2 separate regions of the Bicyclus anynana genome follow, and region 1 is linked to region 2. The links are chromatin contacts, called in public Hi-C maps. All regions are on one chromosome and are shown on one strand. The core of a region is the stretch at or near the end of the contact, and the rest is flanking DNA. Distances in the headings are between cores, read along the strand shown.

What was found. A called contact is a pair of places that touch in the nucleus more often than the background predicts.
Region 1: a contact with region 2 is called in a Hi-C map of whole larva, with 4 times the contacts expected there. The contact joins the promoter of LOC112055725 here to the enhancer-like site in region 2. A contact is called at or near these places in 2 of 2 Hi-C or Micro-C datasets (whole body and whole larva).

What each region holds. Positions count from the first base shown.
Region 1 is chr24:8,636,709-8,642,031 of ilBicAnyn1.1, reverse strand. LOC112055725 (actin-binding LIM protein 3) reads left to right here and starts at 3,129. Exons shown (of 18, transcript XM_052889116.1): 1 at 3,129-3,407. The coding sequence starts at 3,404. The region is part of intron 9 of LOC112054743 (protein C12orf4 homolog); the gene reads left to right. It overlaps LOC112054746 (ubiquitin thioesterase trabid), which reads left to right. Exons shown (of 18, transcript XM_052889121.1): 18 at 1-2,559.
Region 2 is chr24:8,534,025-8,539,050 of ilBicAnyn1.1, reverse strand. LOC112055725 (actin-binding LIM protein 3) reads left to right here. Exons shown (of 18, transcript XM_052889116.1): 2 at 176-336; 3 at 1,002-1,120; 4 at 1,780-2,000; 5 at 3,211-3,431; 6 at 3,667-3,837; 7 at 4,492-4,563; 8 at 5,009-5,026. Among protein-coding and RNA genes, the nearest start is that of LOC128199468, 30 kb to the right of the region's middle. Within about 2 kb of position 3,215, at least 7 of the 8 cell types and tissues checked have open chromatin away from gene starts, as enhancers often do.

The sequences.
Region 1 (5,323 bases), core at 1,880-4,379, 100 kb before region 2:
CATGATATAAAAAATCATGTCCCCAATAGTCAGTCACGCCAGCCTGAAGACCTCCGCTAAAGATTTTTTTTAAAGATAATAATTAAGGGTCTTAGCGAAGAGCTGCCAAAAAACCAAGTGTCTGGCGGTTTCTCAAGATGTCCTGGAGAAAATATCATAAAATTACGTTTTGTTGTACCCTTTAAACCTAACCTAACCTTTTGAACTTCTAAAGCCACTACGGTTCATACTCTACAATTGGCTATCGGAGTAACCCATGGTAGGAGCATTGGCTGACAAACTGTCAGCCTTCCCAGAATGAGGTGTCTGGCTATAACAGGCTCTCAGTCCATTAGGGCCCTTTACATTTGGCGTTTCTGAAGTGTAGATTCGTTGCTTTTATGTGCACAGTGTGCCTAGTGGGAGTTTTCAATATTTTCATACTGTTACTATCGCGTTAACGTAAACGCGAATTTATATGGAATTGAAACAGTTGTGCAGTAGTGCCACTAGATGGCGCTGTTTCAATTCGCGCTTGGAAATTCACGTTTACGTTAACGTGATCGTCACAGTATCAAACTGCCACTAGGCCCTCAGCAACGAGATTCAGCAAAATCGTGTCAAGGTTTATTAGGTATATTTTACTATTGAATTGTTTAGTGCGACGACCACATGGGCATATGTCATATGTCAAAATGTACAACCATGTATAAACCTTATGTCTGCTCCTCGCGTTGGCCTATTTTTTGGCAAATATGTGGGCTATCACGTAGTGCAGGTATTTTGTAACAACCTCAATATTCGCCACAATTAGACGTTAAATATCGGGGTTAGGCTGCTTGTCCACCAAAACGGAGCGAGGGAGCTTAGCGGAGCATCGGAGTAATGCGGAGCGGATTTGCGTACTGTGTCTGTCTACCGGAGCGGAGCGAGGTTGCGGAGCGGAGTTGCAGACTATGGTATGTAAATAAATGTTAAAAAGTTATTTAATCCCGCTCCGTTTCCTCCGCTTACCGGTTTTATATGAATTTTTAAACTAGCTCGCAAGTCCCTGTCCACTTAAGAGGAGCAGAGATTAAAAGTGCAATCCTATTGGTTAATATTTCTCAGTTTGTCGGCTCCGCTGCCTATCTCCGATTTGGTGGACTAGCAGTCTTAGACTGTATCTTATTTAACATCACAATACTTAGGTGCGCGTCTCATTTTAGGCCTTATTTATAAACGTCTAATGAAATCGTGGTAATAATGTTGTGTAATTGTGATACAGGCCTGCTATGTCGTCAAGATAAAATGTACCTAATGCACCTTGTTTTAAAGTCGTACATTATGTACTACCGAGTTTTAGTTAGTAAACGTTCCGCTAGTATGACAGTTACGGTTTCGCTAAAATTAAGCTTTAAATCAAGGAATATTAGATCTATTTTTCACTTACGTTATAGTGTTAAGACGCTCGAAAACGACTACGGAGTCTCAGGCTAAGTGCGTTTTTGTGTACTTATTCGTATTTTATTAATGTATACGTGTGTGTTTTTTTTTTAACAAAACCATAGACGAACATCGTATATGAAATAGTGCACAAATAACTACATACATAAAAACGTATCGAATATGTACGAGTGAGTTCACAAATGCTTTAGGTATAACTAACTTTCAATGGGATTTGTTGCGTGAAGAGTTTCGTTCACTCTAACAGGCCGTACAGACTACTTTAGTATTATAGTCGAGTCCGAACAATTTTTGAATTTACAGCCCAAAAATCGTTTGTAGTCGACTAAATTACTAAAGTAGTCCGAACAAGACTTAAAGCGAAGGCCAAATCAATGCGTGCAAACTTCTGACAAACAAAAATGCGGTCTTAATTATTATAGGTAAATGCTGCGTGACCATAAAATGAGGGAACGGTATAGATTATATTACGCTCTCTTTCATTTACAGACCTCACGGGAGACGTTAGTGATGCACCGCATGTACATTGTACATATCGATATAGAGGAATTTTACATCCGATATTGTCGAAGCTGACTTTAAAATAAGAGGAGGCATGACTGGATTCTACTGAACAAGTTATATGGAATTAAATCTTGTATAAAAATTGTAATGAATTCCCGCAATGTCAGACTATTCATCTAAATATGACGCCACTCTTGACCGTGGACGTCGGTTGAACACATTGGTTTGGTCTGTTATAGCTTATATTTGAGGCTGTAGATAGCATTGAAGGTTGAAGGCGGCATGTTTAAGGCTCCGTTCAAGAAATAGAGTTTAGTTTTATCCTTGATAGCAAAATATTTAATAATAAAAATTAATAAAGAGTTGAATAGTCGATAAATAAAACGTAGCTCGTTTTTATTTTTCTGGGGTTTTCGCCTTTAATAATAATTTTCGTTGGGATTCTTATATAAATAATGTACCTACATATTTAATGTATTTTTTTTTCCATTTGCTCTTTCACAAATTTGTCCTTGCAATGCCTTTTTTTTTCAATAAAACGCGTACAATTTAATTTTAGATCTTTCCTAATAATCTGTGTAACCTACAAAATTTAATCAATAAAGCACTTATTTTATGAAGCGTTCTTTATTTTTTTGTGTTTTATTTTGAAACATTGTAACCTAACCTATTCACTAAATGTAATATCAGCAGTCAGCACTAAATCGCAATCAAGATCAACATAAATATTGTTGCTCAATTTGTTGAATGGGTAAATTTTTTAGGGTTTTAGGAGGAAATAGGGGTTAAAAGTTAACATCGATTTCCACGCAGACGAACGAAATCCGGTAGTAGTCAAAAATAATGTTTGTATCCTCAGACGAAAGTCTGACTGTCGATATCGATAGTAATTTCTTGCTGCTGAAGAACTACTCAAATGCTTGCTTGCTTGCTGAAGAAGATAGTTCTTTAGGAGGTTAAAAGATCTAAAACTTCGCAAAGCAATAGGTAATTACCGTACCGTAGGTACATTACAAAATATATCAGTTCAAAAAGTCATTTCATATACATTTTTAAAAATAATATCTTGTTTTAATCCTACAGGCCAAGGTGAACTAATAAAATCAGCCTTGCGGAACGTTAATGATAAGAAAGCGAATGCGAACCTATTGCGCTAACTTTATTTTATTCTGAACGTCGCGTAACTTCTGAACGCACGCGTGTTTTCTGACAGATGCCAACTGCTTGGCAGCTGCCTAGTGCCTGTGCCTGCTTGCTCTGTGTGATAAAAATTAGGGGTGCAGTGTTTGCCGTTTTTCATTAAATATTAATTAAAGTTGATTTTTAAATGTGTTCTGTGAATGTTAATAAAAGAATAACAGTGCGAATGTGTAAATAATTATAATTTCATTGAGTGATGAAGCAAAAGAAACATTTTCATTAGACTGTTTGTTTGTTGTGCAGTGGTGACCGGTCTGGGATTAAAAAAAACAATATGGGTAAGTATGCCGGTTTTTAAAGAACTTATTCTAGAATTAATGTAGAAAGAATAAGCCTATTAACCAGACAATGTTTTTTATTTTCGTAAAATTCTTATTGGAAATATCAACGGAACACTGCGTGTCGGCGTTGTGTTCAAAATATCGATTTTTCACATGCCGTTCTATTGAGAAGTTGGATCGATATTAAATTAAATATGTCTTTATTATTAACGTGTACTGTAGAAAACCTTCGGTGCGCGTTGTAGGTTCATTAACAGAAAATTATTTTACTTAGGTAGGAAATTGAAGTTTTCAGAAGTTCAACTTGGTTTTTCCACGGAAAGCATGGAATCTTTATATACCTGAAAGATAAATATAATTTATCATAGAAAAACAGTTTTATAATAAGATAGCTTATAAATGCTTAAGTAAGTCATGATTTTTTTTTAATTTAATGTTGCTGATGATAATTTCAGCTTAAATAAATATAAAAAAGGTTCATTGTACTCAACAAGACACTCTGCCGGTATACTTAGATGCTGGGACATTTACAAGCTATTCTGTATTGTCTTTTTTGAGTTAGGATAGGATACTTATGAAAATAATTTCATAACATATGAAGAGAATATGGTTCTTTTTATTTTGTCATCTAGACTGGACATATTGCTCTTTTTCAAACAAACTAAACATTTTATAGTACATGTAAGCTTGTGCTGCATTATACATTATATATTATAATATATAACACTAGCGGATGCTGGCGACTTCATCCGGCGTGAAATTTAGTTTTTCAATAATCCCTCGGGAATCATGGATTTTTCCAGGATAAAAAGCAGCACAGGAAGAAATGTGTTAATCCAGAGTAAAATCTATTTCCATTCCAAATCGCTTCAACATACAAACATCCATACAAACTTTCACATTTATAATATTTGTAGACCACTTTATTACAAGTGAATAAATAGGTATTATGATTTTATAAATGAACTAAAAATGGCTATGTATGGTATATATTCAGTAAGAAGTGGGTGCCAGAAAGACCAGCTAATTAGACTTGCTAATTAGAGCTCGAGTCTCCTCTCAGAATGTGAGGGGTTAGGCCAGTAGTCCACCACACTGGCCCAATGCGGATTGGCAGACTTCACACACGCAGAGAATAAACAAAATTCTCAGGTAACCTGCATACCAGAGAATTTTCTTGATTCTCTGATCAAGAAAATTCTCTGGTATGCAGGTTTCCTCACAATGTTTTTCCTTCACCATTTGAGACACATAATATTTAATTTCTAAAAAGTTGGAGGTGCATGCCCTAACCTATGCTCTCTGGCTATCGAAGGCCGAGGTCATATCCACTGGGCTTTCACGTCTTAATACAAGGCACAACAGGCTCCTAATCTGACTATAGATCTACAGTAATTATAGTTATAGATATTTGCAAGAAGTTTTTCAACACAACTTCATAGTTAGTGTATAACACAGTTAACACAGCCTCACTAAGTGGTATGTGTTCAGGCAAGTGATTATATCACTCGCACTACACAATGGTCCACTAATCACTTCAGCCTTGAGCGTGTTGTCACTAGGAAGTTGGTGTTTGTTTGAGACTTATATTTTGTTAATGTTTGTGAAGGCCAAAACTTGCACTCACTAAGATAACTAAATATGTGCCTCTCTTTCTAAGATGATGATAATAATGAATACACTTAAGTATTGCAATAGGGTAGTTGACTTATATCAAATATAATATAAACAATATTATTTTCCCATAGTACATGGAATGAGGGTCCATAATATATCTATATTAATTAACTAATAAAAGTTCAGGATATCTTATAAAACTTAATTTAAAAATATATATATTTTTTAATTATATAAAAAACTGCTGTCTATTTTGTGATGTCACAATGTTACTTGACATATTATAACAAATCTGT
Region 2 (5,026 bases), core at 1,966-4,465:
TATTTAAATGTAATTGATGTGATTATATCTTAATTTATGGACATAATTAGTTTCAAATAAATTATTTTCTACAAACTGTAATAGTTTACGTTAGTAGACGCTTATGAATTCTATCAATAAACACCAGACCATTGCTCTTTGATGGATTGATTAAAATCGATTTGTTTGGTTGCAGGGAAGGTGGTATGCGGCGCGTGCGGCGGCAAGTGCAGCGGCGAGGTGCTGCGCGTGTCGGATAAATACTTCCACATGGCGTGCTTCACGTGCCGTTCGTGCTCGGCCTCGCTCGCGCGCGGCGGCTTCTTCTGCAAAGACGGCCATTACTACTGCCCGCAGGTAATTGTCATTATGTGGCATGCCTTATGGTAACACGATATGCTGTAACGCATGCTGTCGAGCTTAGAAGGGGAGCATAAGGTTCCCCCATATGCGGATATGCCTTAGTACCCGTATGCTGTCAAAGAATCAAAGCAAATCTACGCCCTTACGCTTAGTATCGTAAGGTATTTTTCCTCCCCTGCAGCAAAGAAAAATAAAACTCTATAACGCGTGACGCGTCAGGGAAGTATTTACAATTAGCTTACTGCTTTTATACTTAGCTAAACGGTGCTTTGCTAAGTGAAAACTAGTAGCTAAAAACAGTGTTTCCGAAAAATTGTTTACAGCATGAAACATTCGTTGGGAAACTATAATACTATTGATTTAAAAACAAAGTTCCTATTTGTCAAATACAATTCAAAAAGTATATGTCTACCGTGTCATTCATAAAAAGGGGTACCTCGAGGATCTATATTAGAACCATTTCTGTTTCTCATTTACATTGATGTCCTTATCTTGATAAGTATAAATACGAGATAGCAGATTTCTTTGTGGATGTTCTTGAATGCTAAAAATTAATAGAACCGTCAACTACGACGACTAAACCAATTCCTTTGCAACTATATGTTACATTGGATTGAAGCTTACCGTTTACATTATCAAATGTTGTTATAACGTTGCAGGACTATCAGCGCGCGTTCGGTACTCGCTGTGCGGCGTGCAACCAGTATGTGGAGGGCGAAGTGGTGTCGGCGTTAGGAAACACTTACCATCAAAAGTGCTTCACCTGCGCGAGATGCAAGTCAGTTAACAACTCACTTTACTTTTTAATTTATAATATCAATTCGTCTTAACATCGAGTGCGAGGCGAATCGTCTGTCGAGTACGATTTTCGTTCGTTCTATTGTTAGATCGCGTAAAAGTAAATCTACATTCATATGGAATTGAATCAACGCCTTCTACTCACGGATTTTATTTTCTTATGTTCTAGCGCAGTTTCCATATAAAAAGTTTACTTTTACACCATGTTTTATCAAGAGAATGACGGGAGGCAGTATAAATAAATTGACGGCTGGCTCTAATGAGCTATTACAGTGCTCTATACCTACTCTTTATTTTTTGCAAAACTTTCGTTCGTTCTCCCTTTGATGAATTTAGAATGTTTACTATCCTACGGATAGAGAGTATTAGCTATGTTAGATCAGATTTTCGCTAGTACACGATGCTATAACGTGGTAATTAACGCAGAACGACTGAACTCTTTGTATCTCTTACACTTGACTAGCGGACGCCCGCGACTGTGTTACTGTGACTTGTCTGATCTCAGATCTCCTTGATCCGGCCCTGTCGCAAAATCCGTTCTAGCAAAAGCGGACGTCTACTAACTATAACTACCTCCCTACCAAATTCCACCTCTGTACGTCAAGCGGTTTTGTGAACTCCCACTTGTGCACTATCCAGACGCGCGTTCCCATCGGGCGAAAAGGTGACGTACACGGGCAGCGAGGTGGTGTGCGCGTCGTGCACGGCCGCGCCGCAGCGGCACACGGCGCACACGACACGCGCACGACCCTCGCCCCCGACGCCCACGTCGCCCATCACGCCGCCCACGCCGCACTCGCCGCACTCGCCAGCCACGCCCACGGACCACGAGCGGGAGCAGAGACAGCCGGATCCTAATGGTACGTAAGTCAACGGCAAATCGATCATTCAGCATATTTTATACTTCCTTAAAGCAGAGATGGCTTAGAGCACAGACTTCTCCAAGTTATACAACTTTAGTTAACAAGTAGACGCCTCGCGGTTTCACCCGCATAATTCCCGTTCCCGGGAAGACGAGGGTATAAGTAGCGTATGTTACTTGGTCAAGATGTAGCTTTCTTATGGTGAAAGGATTTTTAAAATCGCTCGATTCGATTTTTAGTTCGTTTAATAAATAAAATATCAATATTTTACTTTAGACTAGTGTTGTGGATTGTGGATAATTGAACATTACGTTAATTTTATTTATTTCCTCGGTCCAATTTACCGTATAACCCATCTGTGGTGGTGCGTTTAATGGCGACGATTGCCCCTCGTGCAAATAACTCAATCGAGTGTGAAATCAGAAACCGGTGTATCGGTTTGACCCTAGGTAAATCCCTTATGTTGAAATGTTACACCTCCACTTACTTGGCTAATACAATTTTAATTTATTTTTGTACTGCTTCGGACATTCGATACTCCTGCAGATTAGTAGGAACGGTTTTGTTATACGAATTCGCTAAAACGCACTATATGTATTGATCAACCTAATTACTCCTCGGTCGAGGGTAGTTTGATAGATACGTTGAAATTGGTATAACTGCCCTTCATTAGAACGAACTGAAATAAGTTTCACCATATGTTAACTCTCGTTCTTTTGTCACAAGGTGAAACGGTTAAGTTATGTAGAACTTCTGCGTAAAAGGAGACATTGGTGCGTTTTTGCGAGATCTTGAGGCCTCCTAAAATCACTAACAAACGCCTAGCGAGTTTTATGAGGTAGAAGATTACAGAACTCGATCGGTCGTTTCCTCAGAATCATGAGCAGCTAATGAGGGCATTATCCTCCGTCACAAAAAAACGAAGACGACACTTTTAGACAGCTGAAGGTTTTACGTACTCGTATATCTGAGTGTGCTGTGAGGAAAGATGTTATGGCAAAACATTTTAGATACGTGTTTTTATTTGGACGCTAATTTTTTTTGTGGACAGTAAATCCCGCCTGGCCAAGTTCTCGGCACAGTGTGTCCTCGGGCAATGTTTGCCGTCTCATAAGGTTGGCAGTGACTGCCGTCTCAGGTCTGACTAGGTTAGCACTAAGTGCGCACATGGCGTGCGGCAGGTGTTATCCCAGTGTGTCGTCGGCAGAGTGCGCGGGCTGCGGGCAGGAGCTGTCGGAGGGGCAGGCGCTGGTGGCGCTGGAGCGGCAGTGGCACACGTGGTGCTTCGCGTGCGGGGAGTGCGGCGCCGTGCTGCAGGGCGAGTACATGGGGCGCGCGGGCGTGCCGTACTGCGAGCGCGACTACCAGCGGCTGTACGGCGTGCGCTGCGCCTACTGCCAGCGGTACATCTCCGGGAAGGTGCTGCAGGTGAGAGTACAAACTTACACAGGAGCTTTTCCAACAAGTCAGCCTGAGACTGAATGAGGAATGGGAAGGAAATGGAATGGCTCCCCAAGACGGTTAAGAGGGATTCCAGGGTTTGTGAACTGAAACTGGTTAGTTCTGACGTTTCCGTGACGTTTCTTAAGGCATCTGGAGATGACCAGATGCCGCAAAGAAATCAGGAAGCGTGTAAAAGGCGTTACCTTGTTTTGTGTTATAGGCCGGCGACAACCACCACTTCCACCCGACGTGCGCGCGCTGCAGCAAGTGCGGTGATCCGTTTGGCGACGGCGAGGAAATGTTCCTACAGGGCGCCGCGATCTGGCACCCGCGCTGCGGGCCAGCGCCGCACGCGCCGCTCGACCTGGAGCGAGCCTCCTCCGAGCTGCAGGTTTGTGGCAACGCAGGAAACTTGACTGGATGGTCCCTGAATCCAAGCTGCAACTTTGTGAATGCGTGGCGTTGACAGTTCTGTTCGTCCAAACTCCTTAGTGTCTGAAGACGAAAGTTTTAGAACAGTGCGTGTTGCCAGTGACTACGGATGGCTGGGGGAGGCTTCGGCCGTAGCTTCTTACTCCTCCTAACAATTAAGCCCGCTTCCATCTTAGATAGCACTTACCATCAGGTGAGATTGTAGTCAAGGGCTAACTTGTAAAGAATAAAAAAAATACAAGAGACCTTTCCAGCCATTTACGTCCATTAACAGATAATGATGGATGATGATGAAGAAACTTCCAGCAATTTGTGGATGTACAGGAAACAAGAGCTACACCTATTTTTAATATTAAATGTATATAAAAAAATTACTCAGATCAAACCCAAGTTCATTGTAAGATCATACTTAACTAGGTTTTACATTTACATTCCATTCATTCTATTATTTTATTCATTTAGATTGTCTTTAGTTGCATTTCTGTTTTTAACTTTAGTTTGGTTACTTAACTTTATTTTACTTTAGTTGTATTTATAATTGTAGTTTATTATAATAGAGCTTTTTATGTTGTTTTTGGTGTTATTTTTTGGTTTGTTTTTGTTGTTTTGGCAGTTCTCCCTGCGCTCGCGCACGCCCAGCGTCAACGGCTCGTACTGCAGCCCCTACAGTAGCTTGACCAGGAAGGTCCGTTTCTTTTTATTTTGTTCTTTTTATGTATTTAAAAAAATGTATTTTTGAGTTGATATTTATTGTTCCAAGTATTTTCTCCCTTCGCGTATATGAATGTTTAATCAATAAAAAAAATATATATGTTCATGATTTCAAAAAATATTATTTACATTTTTGTTTTAATCTAGCGCATGATTTTCATGTTCAGATTTTGAAAATATGTAGGTTTGGTGTTACTTTATTTTCTTTGATTGCTAAAGTAGTCTTTTTATTTTAGATTCATTGTCGAATATTCATATTCACACATTTTATTCTTCGAACAATGTGTCACCGAGTCACATTCATGTAAGTATGAATGTGAGTTGTTTTTGTTAAATGTAGTAATCACTCTCCAAAAAGTAACTGTTCCATGAATGAAAGTATTGTTAGTTGGTGCTAATTTGCGACTGTCGCGTTGCAGTACGGCTACCGCGCCGTG